Regions from separate parts of the Zea mays genome. Here regions 2 and 3 are each linked to region 1. The links are chromatin contacts, called in public Hi-C maps. All regions are on one chromosome and are shown on one strand. Each heading gives the region's core, a stretch centred on a gene start, on an enhancer-like site or on the middle of the called end of the contact. The rest is flanking DNA. Distances are from core to core; before and after follow the strand shown. Region 1 holds the start of LOC100193150. Region 2 holds the start of LOC100501814 (Major facilitator superfamily protein). Region 3 has its middle 37 kb from the start of LOC100501814.

Region 1 (5,167 bases), core at 1,196-3,695:
ACGCTGATCAGTTATCGACTTCTAAAATTTATAATCTGTAACAAACTAGTGAGATAAAGGTACCACTTTCATTTGAGTTTTATAAATTCCTATAAAATTCTTAATTCCTAAGAAAAAATCATATTAATCGACAGACAAAAAAAACTGCAGACTTGATTTGGTGACACCTGATCTCGCACTCGCACTACCACACTACAGACAGAAAACTAGAAAAAGGTCCCGTCAACAATCAGGCAACCATCAACCTACCAAGTGCCAGGGGTATTATATTCCAGCAAACGACCAAAAAAAGCTCCTAGAGCGCTTTTGCTCCAGCAGAGCGCCATAATATGCATTCATTTGTGACAACCTGTAGCAGCCATGAAACTCAAACTTGTGCCATTAAAGATGAAAGTCTGAGCGTCATGACTGTGCTGCAGGCTGTCACATAGGAGGTACATCATAATTTCATAAAGTAATTGCCAAAGGTTCTCCTAGCCACCCATGCTCACAATATAATAAAAAGTGTAGACCCAGTGCCGGAGGCTCCCGCGTGAGTGGGGTCTAGGGAATGTAGGGTCCGGGGAAGGGATAAATAGAGGTAAGCCTTTCCCCCGGAATTTGCGGAGGCGTTGACTTACCGAAAATGCTCTCAACATTGCACCAGGCCTGCCCTTCTATGCTCAGAATATAATATTTATATTTTTGGTCTTCACTATGAAAACACATTCATTGACTATTATGATAAGACAACATAGATGGAAACAGTTTTTTGGTATAGTCAAGCTTGCAATGCTGTTTGTAAAATCATAGGTATATGTAAAGGTCACTGGGACAGGCTATCATGGAAATTAAGATGGACATAATACATAGTTTGACCAAGTAAGTCGTTTTAACTTTGTCCCAAGTCGATAGTTTACATGTTGCACCGCGGAAAAGTCATGGTAGACAAGAAGGTGATTTGCCCAAAAAGCGAGTTTTGTAGTATTGAAACATAAATTCTTAACAACCACTGTTGAACTAGAAGACGCAGATAAAAATATGGAAACAACTGAAATGATTTGCTGCTATACTGAGCCTTCTAAAATAAACCTTCAGTCGTTCATGAGCCTCCCCAACTGTTCTTCCATCCTTCTTCCTCCGCCATGTGTGACCATCTCTCCGGAAATACCGATTGACACGACGATTGTAAAGGAATAGGGAACCACCTGTAGAACAATCAAATATGTTGTCAAAGAAAAGAACAATTATACAAGTAAGATAATTTCCTCTAATTAAGGGATATATGTGCTTTACTGGGTGGCTTCTTTGGTGCCTCATGGGTGATAGGGAACCTCTCGTGATTCTGCAAGATATAGTACACTTCAGAAGGCTTTAACCACCTACTCCTTGCTTCTTCACGAAGTACGTTGATGTCAAAACCTACAGCCAGACAGAGTACCAAAGGATAAGCCGATAAGGCGCGGCAGTATTTAATTTTCTATTAAACCCCATAGGACCACAATAAATTCTCAACATTAACATGAACCTCATCATGGGATATGATTAGTTAAAGAAATCATTCCCATCTCAATATAAAGGTATATTGTATAAAGTTATAAAAAGAAAAATTCCGATGTTTTCAAGCTCGTCTAGGGAATGTACTGATCTCAGCAGTGTCGAAACCCCAACATAAGCCATGAACCTTGCCAAGATTTGCACCTTTATACGGTAGGAAAGGGCATATTTATGCTTCCAAGAGCTTGTACGAACATCCCATCCGTTATTCCGCTACAGCTGTACCAAAAGCTCAACGACGAATTCGAGCCAGAGTGGAGCATGAGCTCAAAAAGAATCTAACAAACGCCCTGCCTATTCCATCAATCACTGAAGAAACACAAGCGCTCAAAAGAATCCGATGTTTTCTTTTCTCTATTCTCCCTATATCGGGTAGTGGGATCCACTTAGCAGCATCAGAAGCAATCAAGAGCCCCCGCCAAGAAACAAGAACCGCTGCTCTCATCGCCCTACCTAGGTCCACCCCCAGGAAGTACAATAAAGATGATGTCTTGGCCGCGGCAATCAAGAATCACCAAATAAACGACGAGAAATCACAAGAAAAACACTCACTCTGGCTCATGGTCACTTGCAGAGATCCAACAGCTTCTAAGCTCCCATGGAAAGAGGGGGGCGAGGAACCCCCGCACTATGGTTCCCCCAGTTGCCAACAAAAGCTCTGAAATTAGCCGCTAACAAACAAGAGTTAGGGAGGACGAGGAGAAGCTGCAGTACGCCACAAGAACTCCTCCTGTGCCCTTTACTGGCTCCCGCAGCGCAGATGAGGATACAGCAGGGCAGACAGGGCATACCCTAGGGTGAGAGGGGGAGAGAACATATTGGTGAGTAAATCGATCAGCTGCTTCTGCTGATTTAGAACATATTGGTGAGAGGGAGAGAGAAGATATTGGTGCCTGAGTCTGCTGCTTCTGCAATTCAAGACAGTGACTGGCCCTTGTGTACCCTGATTTAGGGCTTGTTTGGAACAAAGGGTAATAGAGGGGATTGAGGGAGCTATAATCCCTCACTATTTAAAATTAAGTAGTAGGGGATTCTAGCCCCCTCAATCCACTCCATTACCCTTGATCCCAAACAAGCCCTTAGAGTTTATTAGTCCACGTCCATCCACAGAATTTCATTAGCGAAAAGCGCAGCTGAACGGGTTTGTTGGCGAGGATAAACAACTGTAGTAAGATATTAGTGTGTAGGTGCACATGGGATTTTCATACTGCAACGAGCAACTTGTGCAATCCTGACTTATTAAACTGCTCTACCTTCTCATTTTGGTTTTTGTTTATAGCTTGACTTGACCTGGGAGTCGAGATGACGAGTGAAACCATTATTCATAGTATCACTGGTCACTCCTCCCCATCTGAATGCGAAAGCAAGTGCTTGTTCTTTTCGCAGAGGGTTAGGTAAAAATTGCCGTCTAGAAGTCAGTGACACCGACACCGAGTGTAGTTGTAGATGAATGCTTGAGCACCTTCCTGAGATCCAATGTATACACTAGCTATCCTAAAGCCACAGCCAGCCTTACTTATCTCAACTTATATTTTAAATTACACTTGTAGAGTATAATATATATAGTACAAAATAGTGTCTACCGTGGCCATATCTACAAAATATGATATGCTGGCTATAGCATAAGCAAGACTTCTCATCACCATATTAGAGGCATTCATTTACTCCATTCTTTCCCAAATAATAGTCGTTTTAGCTCTTAGTTTTTATGTCTGTATTCAAATTGATGATAATAAAGATAGACACATATACAAAACACATACATCAAGTATTGTATTAATCTATCAATTTTTTAAAAACAAATTTTATTTTGGGACGGATGGAGTGCTCCATATGTTCTAAAATAATAGTCGATTTAGTTTTTTATTTTTATATTTATATTTAAATAGATAAATATATATATATATAACACATACATTAAGTATTGTGTGAATTCAATAAATATCTAAAACGAATTTTATTTTGAAACAGACGGAGTATTATTTATGTGTGAGAAGGCCTCAAACTCTACTCGGCAGAAATAGGGCAAAGTTAACTACGTTTACAGTGCAAACCTGACGAATGAGCGCGAGTACATTTCTCAATACCACACGCTAACAAATGATTTTGCTGAACTACAAACTTGGCTTTTAGGATGACAGACAGCTGAAGAGAGAAGATGGCCTCGCTCTCAAAGCCGCGTGCTCGAGCATTACACGGAGGAGCAAGTGGTACCAAATTGATGGGACACGGTCCAAGGTGTCGGGGATGATTGGGGAATCTACCTGGTGATGTCTACAGTGCACCCCAGGGCTCTCAAAGCCGTTGGTTTTATTAATGGGCATGGTAGGTAGAGTTTTAAATTTTTTTCCAAACTATAAAAATGTGGTGCTTTAAAGCGTTTTTATATTAAAATAACAGATGAGAAATATTCTGTAGACATTTTGGTAAACTGGATAAACAGTATGCAGTTTTGTTGACCATGCAAGTGAGTTTTCTACTTCGTATGGGTTCGATACCTTCGGTGTTGATGTAATGGTGTCATGATTTTGGTCGGGCGATAGAAAATATAATGATACATACTCTACTTTATACTTTCTATCTCATTTGGTGACGATAAAAAATGGAGTTAATGCTCATTTCGTGTGTCTAGGTAGGATGCAGGGACTGATTTAGATCACAGGCCACCTAGGTCGGGGCCTAGGGCGTGGGCGCGTGGCTCATGTAGACATGTAGGATTTTGGTCGAGGTCCATTGTCCACGCATTGGCATGGACGTGTGGCTCACGTAGACATATAAGATTTTTGTCGAGGTCAATATCCACACATTTGTATCCTGTAGTCGGTGGGAGACACGCACGAGCGCTCGAGGCTGTGTAGGGCGTGGGCTTCGCATGGGGCGATGACCTACGTGGGCAGGTGGGGCTCAAGGTTAACCATTTTGTTTTTGAATGTAAATCCTGTAATAGAACCAAAACAAAATTTGGAGTGAAATTCGCTCGAGATGGAATTTTAAATTAAAAAAACAAAATTTGGTGTTTTATCAATGAAATTCGATAAAAACGTCGTTTCGAACCAAAAACATTTCTCATGTTAGGAAAAATCGAATTTTTTGGCAAGATTTTGATTTGCCGTGTAACATCCACACTTTACATAAAAATATTTTTCACATAAATGATTCACTGGATTCATAAATAACAAATATATGTAAGTAGAAAATGCAATCAAAATACAACATAAACCAAATCCTTCATACAAGTTTAAAGTCCATAGTCCATAATAAACATTGCTTTGACCGTGCAAAAATATTAATTTTTGCTCCATATATATATATATATATATATATATATATATATATATATATATATATATATATATATATATATATATATATATATATATATATACAATGTTGGAAAAGACATCACACATATATACATAATTGAACCTGAACTATCCATGCATTTTTCATAAAATAATATGTCCACATAAAATAGTATGAATATAGAAGTCTAAACTTCAAAAAAATTGGTGAGTAGGGATATATGTTTTATGAGAATTGCATGGACAATTTATGTTGATTTATGTATACATTACCGGACACAACTACTTTGACGAAGCGCAGAAAAACTCGGCACTCTTTGCCGAGTGTG
Region 2 (5,167 bases), core at 784-3,283, 430 kb before region 1:
TAGCTTGGTTGCAGGAAATCTTGGACAAGCATAGCACCGACAAGGTATGAGGCGAGGAGCAAGCATACAGTGTAGATGAACATGAAGCTGTTCTTGTCAGATGGCCGTATCTGCCTGTGACCACCAACAGGCCTAATAACAAACATCAAGCCAATGGCAACCAGCGACGGACCAACAGCAACCATGAAGATAAGCGCAGCATGGTCTGGTGTGTGCATCACTGTATAAACTTGTGTCAGAATGGCGCTAGTTAGGCCCATAAATCCTTTGAGGATGCCCACTGTTGGGCCCCTGCTCTTTGGGAAATTCTGGATGCTTGTAACAAGTGAAGCCGTGATGAAATACGTCTGGCCATTTGTTCCAATAAAGATAACAACACACATCTGGATACGAAAACGATGAAATGTTGCATGTTAGGTTGAGAAAATAAACAATAAAGTTATGTACTTTTGTTCAATTCATTTGAATATGAGGGATGAGTAAAAACAACACTAGAATAACGTAAAAGGATATCCATTTTATTCATACGAGTTGCAGTTGTGGTCTCATGGCTGGCATGGCATGTATAGGATAAGTTTTAACTTGAGGAGTTCATGGTAACATTAATTATTTCTCTAAAATCAAACCAGAGCGATGTTAGGGGGGGGGGCGTGCAAGAGTAGGTACATTAACCTTGAAATAAGAGGAACACGATAAAAGGAAAAAAACAATAAAGCAAGACAAGGCAGAAACAAATGCAGTGCACATCATTTTCAGTTGAGCTGGAAACATGCAAATAATGATGGTAACCAGATTTTGTGCTGATACCAGTTGCCAGCCATCCACAGCAAAATCATAACTTTGAGGTGTCCGTTTATGGTGTGGCGTGAAATATGTTGAATCACTTGTTTTCAGAATGGAAAACTCGCATAGTTTACTCCCCTCTGGCATAATGTGGCACAGTCATGACACAAGAGCAGCTCCGATGTACTCCCTCCGTCCTGTCCTAAAATAAGTCTCCATCCCGCACTTCGATAAGCCAAACAATATTAACTTTGGCCAAATCTATACCAAAACATACTAGTAATATTTATGATATCAGACAAGCATCATTAGATTAATCACGTCATGAATCTTCGTAGTAAATCTATTTGAAGATAGAAATATTGATACAATTTTCTTTCAAAATGCGAGAGTGGAGACTAATTTTGGGTGTGAGGGAGTAAGCATAAATGGAGCCATGTCAAAAAAAGTAAAATCAGACCGATCTGTATATATAGGGGAAGACAAGGGGAACGCCAGGGCTGGTGTGGCGGAGGCGGAGGCCGCGCCCGCTGCCCGCATACTGAGGCTCGGCGGAATCCGACAGCCGCGCTCGTCACCCGCCCAGCAGCGGCCCTAAACCAGCGCGGGTGGAGCTGGAGCCGTGGTGGAGGTGACAACCGTGACAGGTGATGCAGACGGAGTGGAGCAGGGTCGCAGCAGACAGAAGCCACGGGGATGGGTGGAAGTGGAATGGATATGGACATGGATGCTTAATTGCTTATACATTTTTTTAAAAAAAAAGTCACTGGCATATGGGGCAGGGTAACCAAGTCCTACGTGGACCAGATATGTACACCGAAATTCCCTCCTTTTTTCTCAACTTTTTCTTCCTTTTTTCCCGAAATTTAACCAACTCCAAACAGCCAGGATCAGCAGCATACCAGCCAGAGGGGCAGCGCCGGCGCGTTCCCGGAGACGACGAGCCAGAGCCAGCCGTAGCCGAGGAAGTTCTGCGCGGCGCCGATGGCCAGCAGCGCCCACGGCGGCCACGTCGCCGAGAGCGCGCCGGCGAGGAGGCCGAGGCAGCCGCCAACGTTCTTGGCGACACCCAGCGCGGCCACCTGCGGCTGGTCGTAGCCCAGCCTGGCCTTGACCACCGGCGAGATGGCGCCGAAGATGTAAGTGGTGCCGGCCATGGACTGCATCCACATGGCCCCAACGAACACAAGCCATCGGTTCGTCCAGAACGCACGCGTCCTCTCCTCGAGCTTGCCCATGGCCATGGGTCGGGTTGCAGGGGATTTTTGCTCAGGAATGCCAATTTGGAGACAGGTCAGAGAAGGCTTTCAATCGCAGGCAAACAAGAGACGCACACGCAAGTACGGTAGACAAACAAGCGACGCACACGTCCACCTTCAGTCGACGGGTCATTAAAATTGAAAAAAAAATATCAATGCCACGGTTCACGCACCTATTTCAATAATACGAAATCTCGGACTTTATATATTGTCACAGTTCACAAACACATTTATACAATACGAAATCTCGGACTATATATATATAGATGACCAAAGAACTTGACCAAACGGACTATTGGAACTTGCGCTCTTGGGCAAGATGATCCAACGGGGGAATAAGAGGAATGCAAACAAGGTTTTAGCTTGAGATGACAATTGCTCTTTTGATTTAGCCTCTCAAGGTCACTGTACGGAGGTATTTATAGGTGCCTAAGTGACCAACGTCTTGGAGTAAGAACGCATGTGCCCTCAGGCACCTAGGTTATCCCCGGAATATTCCCATAAGCTGGGTTACAGACTATCATTACAGAAAAGCCCTTACAAATCGGGCCCGTAACACACTCAGACGCGCGGGGCCTGTTACAATGGGCCGAATTCCACGTGGGCTTTCGTGTTCGACGAGGACGCGGGACGGGGGCGACCTCGTCGTAGGCCTTCGTCTTGCAGCGTAGTGGACGAAGGGTGGAACCCGCCGATCGTTTCGCCTCCATTGGTGCAGCGAGATTGGCGAAGGCATCGAGCGAAGGGTAGCGTCTTCGCCTTCGCCCCAACATTTGCCCTCCGAGGGACCAGTTCGACTAAGTCATCTGGTGCCGAAGACATTGCTAGATGGTGGAGACGCTGCCCTCGCTCGAAGTGGTTCTGTGGGGGTTTTTGATGTGAGTGTTGACGGACGTGGTACTGTTGGACTGCGGGTTTCCCGAAGTGTCGCGTCCTGTGTATAAAAAGGGGAGCGGGGCGGCGCGGGTCAGGTTCTCTTTCTGCGCGCCGCAAAACCCTAGCCTCCTTTTTAAACCGTTCGTCCGCTCGCCTGCCCTCCTTGCTCCTGCTCATCGGAGATCTGGCCCGCGTCAAGCAGACCGCCCGCCGCCGCCGACGGTACGTAGCCATGTCGTCCTCTTCCTCATCTGTTGCAAATACACCGCCGGCCGGCGCATCGTCCGAGGACACTTTGAGCAACATGGCGACGGAGGAGTTACATCCTAGTGATACAATGGAGTTTGGTGTGTCGCGGATTTCCTCGGTCCGCATTCAGGATATGCAACAGCTTGGATATTTTGGCAGCGGAGTGGGGCGTGTCCCGGGGGCGGAGGAGGTCCCCGAGCCAGAAGGCGAGTTGGTCGTTTTTGAGGCGTTTTTCACCGCTGGCCTTCGTCTGCCTGCACATCGATTCGTGGCGGAGGTCCTGCGGAGATTCGAGGTCCAGGTCCAACAGCTGACGCCGAATGTCGTGGTGGCCCTGGCGAAGTATGTGTGGGCGACGACTTCGTATGGTGGTCAGCCCTCTGTGGAGGTCTTCGCAAAACATTACTATCTGCATTGGCAAAAGAGGAAAATTGGACATGAGATTGCACAGTTTGGATCGTGCACGTTTACGCCGAGGACCGGCAAGACTTCGATGGAAGTCGTGGAGTTGGTTCCTTACGCCCGCAATAAGTGGGGCAACTGGTGGGATTTCTGGTTTTACGTTTCCGAAGGCGCAGTTGAAGACCATCCAGGACTCCCCGTGGCTGTCATGTGCTCCCATTATTATGTGGCGTACCCGCAGTTTGAGGTGGCGGAGGATGATGAAGACGAGGGAGCCCTTCGGTGCGCTGCCCGCGTGAGTAGCGGGCGCGATTTAGTGGAGGAATTTATTGGTTATGGGGTATGGCCCTTGGCACATGGCTGGGCGCTGGGTGAAGTATGCCCTCACGAGATGCCTTCCCGGGGCGGGCAGCGGGTGCGAAGTCCGGCCTTCGCGTTGGAATTGCATGGTCGGGATCCCGCCGCATTCGTGCGCGAGGCGGAAGACGGTGCGGCGAGGATCGTGGGGCGCTATGTGCCGAAGACAGAGGGTCTGCAGAGCTGGGATATCCATGGGGCCAACGATAGATTGAATCGGGTCTTTGAATTGAACGGCTTGCCATACGGTGGTTATCCCGGGGAAGACGCCGCCGACCGCCGTGGGAAAAACCGATGGGCGTGACCGAGGAAGAGCCTTCGCAGGTGGCTGCCCCAGCCACTAAGAAGAGAAAATTAGGTACTGCAGTGGGGGGACTGGGGGTCTCCGATAGTTTTGCTAGGAAGTTGATGGGGACGTGCGTAGCCCTCGGGGGAAGGATGTCTTCGCCCGAGCTCCGGGAGTCTTCGGCGTGAATGCTGGAGGTTACCGGGGGTTGATGGCCCAAGAATGTTCCGATCCCCCGCGCGGCTGGCAAAGACTTCGTTACATCTCGCATGGCTCGTGACTTAAAGGTGTTTCCTTACGAACGGAATATTGCTGTTGTTGTGTCGGCAATGATGAACAAGGACCGTCAAGACGCCGCGCAGAAGCGCTGGGTGGTCGTCAGGATCGCAGATCCTAGGCGCGAGGCAAAGAGGGCACGAGGGAGTGCGAAGAGTGCTGCTGCCTCCGGCAGTAGCAAGCCAGTGCCGGCTGCGAAACCGGTTGTACCCGAACCCAGCAAGGCGTCGGCGAGCGCGAATACTGCCGCCTCTGGCGGAATCAAGCCTCCCTCGGGCGAACCCGCGAAAGGACGGGTGAAAGGGAATTAGGCTTACACCTATTTCCTAATTGATTTTGGTGGTTGAATTGCCCAACACAAATAATTGGACTAACTAGTTTGCTCTAGTGTATAAGTTATACAGGTGCCAAAGGTTCACACTTAGCCAATAAAAAGACCAAGAGATGGGTTCAACAAGAGAGCAAGGGATAACCGAAGGCTGCCCTGGTCTGGCGCACCGGACTGTCCGGTGTGCGACCGGACAGTGTTCGGTGCACCAGGGGACTCCAAGCCAAACTTCGCACCTTCGGGAATTTTCAGAGGCGCTTCTCTATAATTCACCGGACTGTCTGGTGCACCACCGGACAGTGTCCGGTGCCCCAGAGGAGAGCGACTCTGAACTCGCCAGCTTCGGATTTC
Region 3 (5,167 bases), core at 840-3,339, 390 kb before region 1:
ACCCCCTAAAGGTTAGCCCATTAGATCAGAATATACAATAATAGACCCACCATGAATGTAGGGTATTACCTTACATTGAGAGCTTGAACTTGTATAAACCCTCATGCCTCATGTGCCTTTTCCTTCAGCTTTTGATCTCGTGACATACCCTATATATTTACTATCGAACAATATCCAACAGTTGGCACACTAGGTAAGGGGCGTCTTGAAGATCAAGCAAAGTTGATGACATCCATTAAGTTTGCATTGGGAGACGAGTTCATACTTGGCACCCTAAGATTCATCTCCGACATGGTTAGTAATCTTGTCACCTATAATGAAGGGCTTGTCCTAGACCTTTTGGTAATGCCTGCTCCATATGATCAAGACTATGAAGATTCAACACCATCACGGTGACTACAGATCGTTAGACTAGTCTCTACCCATACTTAGACTCGACATCGACTCAGATTCTAACTCTGAACTTAGCCTCAACTTAGACTCAGACTTAAGCTCGGACTCATATTCATATGATCTTCTAGAACACTAGTTTGTGTTCATGGCTAACTCTATTGATGGACTCCAAGATGATCAGCTTACCGACCATGAGGAAGACTATGTTGGTGAGGTAGCAACTAGGAACTAGAGGAACCGTGACAATATACGAGAGCGTCATAGAGCCAACCATGACCAGATCTAGATGGTTGATTTTTAGGGTCAATAAGTTTATGCAACACCTATACAAAATATTGTAACAACAAAACTACTATTTGATCAACTCACATTATTGTTGCCAAGATACAACATTGGCCCATGAAGACTTGAACCAGATCAATTACATGCTAACTTATGTGGACACATGCATTGAGGCACCGAGTGTCCATGTATTGAGTTGTGGCAGACCCATTCACCTCCACTTGCTACAAAGAGATTCCATGCCTTACTATATTTGTTGGACTAAGCATAGAGAAATAGGAGTTCTAGAGGATGAAGAAGTGTAGCACCCAAAATCTTATATCGAGGGTTTATTAACGTTTCTCCAAGTTTTTGATTTAAAATATCTTTTAATAAGAATTTTGTTACCATTGAGAGTACGTATCCCAAAATAAAAGTAATAATAGAAATTAGGTATAATTTTCAAGCAAGAGTTAAACTCACGGAAGAAACAATACAGATTTTTCTATTGGGAAATACTTCCTTTACTAATATACATCTAGAGGCATTTATTTTAAATAAGAAAGAAATGAATAAACTTAAATTCTGCATTCATGCTGGAGTTTGTATTGTGCATTTATAATCGAATTGGAAATTTGGATTTCATTTAGATTTGAAAATGGAAAACAAAATAGGAAAAAGGAGAGAACAGGAAACTAAAAAGAAAAAGAAACAGAACCGACCTTGGGCCAAATTCCCTACTCAGCCCAACTCTCTACCCCTACCTTCCCCCCCTTCGGCCGCGTGGGCTATAGGCCAGCCCACTCCCTGTTTCCGGCGTCAACTCAAACCATGCGCATGCAGTGCCTCCTCTATGATTGATTGGTGGGCCCCACCATTGCTGGAACCCCCCCACATCGGGTGCGCCCATGGCGGCGGCTTTGTAACAGCTTGATCGGGCGTGCCACGGTCGCATGCATGCAACTACCAGGCGAATCTGCCCAGCCGGACTATAAAACCTCACGCTTGGCACTTCTTTTCCCCTCCCTACTCTGGTGAACGCCCAACTGTGCGCGTCGTGGTACTGCGCGGTCGTAGCTGGGTGTGGATGGATCGTCGGGTGCCGATTCGCCGCCGCCGCGCAAGTTGGGTTCCACCGTCGCCGTTTCCGTCCACTCTATCAGATGGGATCTGGCCTGGGTTCCACGCGGTTATAAAGGGTGGGGCGTCGGGGCTTTTGCTCCATTCTTGCGGCCGCCGGATCCTTGTGCCAGGATGGCCGAGCGCATGGCGCGTTGGGGAAGAAGACCTGGGGTGCGTCGGATCGGAAGGAAGTGCCAAGATTGGAACATGTGAAGCGCTTCGTTCGTGATCGTGGATCCTGGATCTAAGGACTAGTATGTCTTGCATGCATGGGGATCCTCGGTCGTCGGTTGTAGATCCAATTCTCAAGATTGCATACCGGTTTGATGAGGTAACGATCTAATCTGGGCCGCCCACTACATATCTTATGGCTAAGGTTTACCCATACCCTTTCACCGTGGGAATTTCGCTTAAAAGACCCTAGAAGATTACAGAATCAACCTGTCGTCCACGCGCGGTTGAAAACAGATACAAATAGGTCCCTAGAATTTGCAAATACGCCCTGGCTTCTTCAGAAATTAGGATTATATACAGAGAGCTCGGTTTAGTTATAAATCAATTACAGAAAATGATTTTTTAATATAAAAATAAATCCAGAAACTTGTTTAATACATAGAAAATTCATTTTAACTCCGAAATGACCCATTCTAGTGGCATTAATTTTGTTTTAATATTGTTTATCACCTAGTAACTCTGTTTAGACATAAAATGTCACACCCGGATTTAAGGGATGAAGTGGGATGTCTCTCATATGTGCGCCAAAGAAGAACAACACATATAATAACAGAGTGTATAGAGATAAATGTCACAATATCATAAAAGTAATTATTACATAGCGAAAGTCTTATGAAAATAAAAGATAAATATAAAGCGAACTAATGTCCGTCCTTGGCGCCATAAAGTCGACTAGGAGACGTCACCTAGATCAACTCGTATGCTTCATTGTAGGGCGGCTCCTCTTCAACCACATGCTCTTCACCTGTGGGGGGGGTTATTTATCGCAGGAGTGAGCTCACAAAAGATCATAGCTCAACAAGTTGTGGGGAATAATGTGCATGAACTCACCAAAGGTGGGAGTTCATGTGAGGTGTAGGGCTGATCAATAAATAAAGGTTAAAGCTGAGCATTGCTTTTATAAGTTGGTCAAAATTTTATTAGCATTTACTAAATTTAAGTGAATACCAAACCATGGTAATAGTAAATAAAAATAATAATAATCCAAATGCGATGCAAATGACAAATTGAATTTAATTTCATAAATTAATCATGTGAGTGTTCGAGCCGCTCATGACCGTGAGCATGGCTAGTATACCAGTTTTATACTCTGCAGAGGTTGCACATCTTTACCCACAAGTCGTGTTACCCATTTGCCATGGGGTTGATCGGACCCCATACACCTTTACCAAGGAAGCGAGGCAGGGTACTACTACGAGGCCTTTACAAAGTTCCACTAGCTTCAGAAAACCCGCTACAGTTTCTAGGAAGCTCCAATGCAGGGACCCCTCGCCTGACCGCCATCGCAGCAAAATCAACCCAAGGGCCTCCCACACTGACCACTCCCCTACTGTCGTTGCCTCTATTAGGTAAGGTGCTTGTTGGGGACTTGTTCTCAAATGCTATGAGTTAAGAACAAGGCAACACAAATGTTAATGGTTAAAGACCTTCGTCCTTCAAAGTATTATCTTCCTTAGGATATAATGATCTTCAGACGAAGGTTATGAAGGACATACCTTCATCATCACAGTGTATATTAATGGAGGTAGAAGCATATAAAACATGAGAAATAACATGAATCTTCATATGACATCATTAATATATCTTTCTTTTTATATCATCATGAATGAACATGAATAATATTAGATTATATTTGTACCTTCGGCTTGACAGAGGGCAAAAGCCCAAGTGTGACGTGCGAGTGAATACAAGTCAGCGTGAACAGTACGGTGTCACTGTTCATCTATTTATAGGCACAGGACACAACCTATGTAGAATTACATTCATGCCCTTGACATTTACTATTGACTTAAGGAAAATCTATCGAGGACTAGACAGCCTTTTCCCCTTTAAGTCGGTTTCACTTTCCATCGCTGAGCCGAAGCTTTTTCACGGGTAGCTTCGGCACTAGTTCATCCTTCTCCCAAACCGCACTCTTCATATTATGTGCGTTTTCATCCCATGTCTGAAGGTTCCTGTACATATATTATACTTGGAAAACATGTTATGCGTGTTTTTGAGGACCTTCGAAAGACGAAGGCCCCCCAATAGTAGCCCATTGCAGTATTAATTTGTTATAATAATAAATTCAGACTATGATGTGAATGAAGGCCTTAAGCCGAAGGTCCGAAAAAACACCTTCCCTTCGCTAGAATAGCGATAGTCAATGACAGACGGGGCCCGCTAAGTTGCAAAGCACTATGCGTATAAATATGAACCCACAGCGGCAACATTTGATATGTTGTCTCTGCTATTTGCGTTATTTTCTCAAATTTCTATCTCTTGCTCAATAGCTCTCGCCTGATTTTCGAGCTTTTAGAGCTTCGGTTTAAAGGTGTGTTTGCTCCAAATTTTAGGAGAAGAAGATGAGTGAGGAGAAGAAGATGACTGAAGAGAAGAAAATGACCAAGGAGAAGAAGTTGTATGAAGAAAAGAAAGTTGCGGATCCTTTCATTGCTGGGTTTTATGAGTCTATGGAAAAAACAAATACAAAGAAAATTACTAAGGAGACCATGGAAGGTTTGTCCAAAGATTCTGATGATAGTGATATTTATGACATGGAAAGTGGGGATGAAGATTCTGAGGATTGACCGTGGCGGACAAGCCATACTACCTTCGAAAAATCGACTATCAAGCAAAGTCATATTGACGCCATGAGGGGGAGATATTTTCACGATATGTCTATTATCAGAGTTGGAGGAGACAATACTGCCCCTGCTCCGGAGGAAAACAAAGTTGTTATTTACCGAAGCTTCTTGAAGGCAGGCCTTCGGTTCCCGCTGAGTAAATTTGTGGTCGAAGTACTAAGGATATTCCAATTTTTTCTCCATCAGATTACCCCTGAAGCTATAATCAGGATGGGGATATTTGTCTGGGCTGTAAGGAGCCAGGGGCTAGAGCCAAGAGCGAAGTGCTTCTGCAGCATGCACGAGCTTTTATATGAGACGAAGGCTATTGACAAAGAACAATACCACAGCAACTTTGGTTGTTACGGGTTCATTGCCCGTTCTAATGCAAGCCATCCGGTGCCAACATTCCAGAAAAGATGGCCCGAGGCCTGGATGGAGGAGTGATTTTATGTTAAAAATGATTTAATTAAAAGAGAAGACATCAAGGAAATCATCCAGCGCCCCATCTGGTCTTGCTTTGGCCTCCAAAGGCCAAAGATGGATATTGA

Evidence for each region. A called contact is a pair of places that touch in the nucleus more often than the background predicts.
Region 2: a contact with region 1 is called in a Hi-C map of ear, with 2.8 times the contacts expected there. The contact joins the promoter of LOC100501814 here to the promoter of LOC100193150 in region 1. A contact is called at or near these places in 2 of 25 Hi-C or Micro-C datasets (ear and leaf mesophyll).
Region 3: a contact with region 1 is called in a Hi-C map of ear, with 1.8 times the contacts expected there. The contact joins the enhancer-like site here to the promoter of LOC100193150 in region 1. A contact is called at or near these places in 2 of 25 Hi-C or Micro-C datasets (ear and tassel).

What each region holds. Positions count from the first base shown.
Region 1 is chr2:72,645,784-72,650,950 of Zm-B73-REFERENCE-NAM-5.0, forward strand. LOC100193150 reads right to left here and starts at 2,446. Exons shown (of 13, transcript NM_001358650.1): 1 at 2,328-2,446; 2 at 2,089-2,194; 3 at 1,276-1,401; 4 at 1,072-1,187. The coding sequence starts at 2,098.
Region 2 is chr2:72,216,060-72,221,226 of Zm-B73-REFERENCE-NAM-5.0, forward strand. It overlaps LOC100501814 (Major facilitator superfamily protein), which reads right to left and starts at 2,034. Exons shown (of 3, transcript NM_001401914.1): 1 at 1,686-2,034; 2 at 1-383. The coding sequence starts at 2,027.
Region 3 is chr2:72,252,397-72,257,563 of Zm-B73-REFERENCE-NAM-5.0, forward strand. No RefSeq gene overlaps it. Among protein-coding and RNA genes, the nearest start is that of LOC100501814, 37 kb to the left of the region's middle. Within about 2 kb of position 2,090, at least 19 of the 20 cell types and tissues checked have an H3K27ac peak or open chromatin away from gene starts, as enhancers often do. A contact at or near this core is called in ear and tassel, where this site is marked.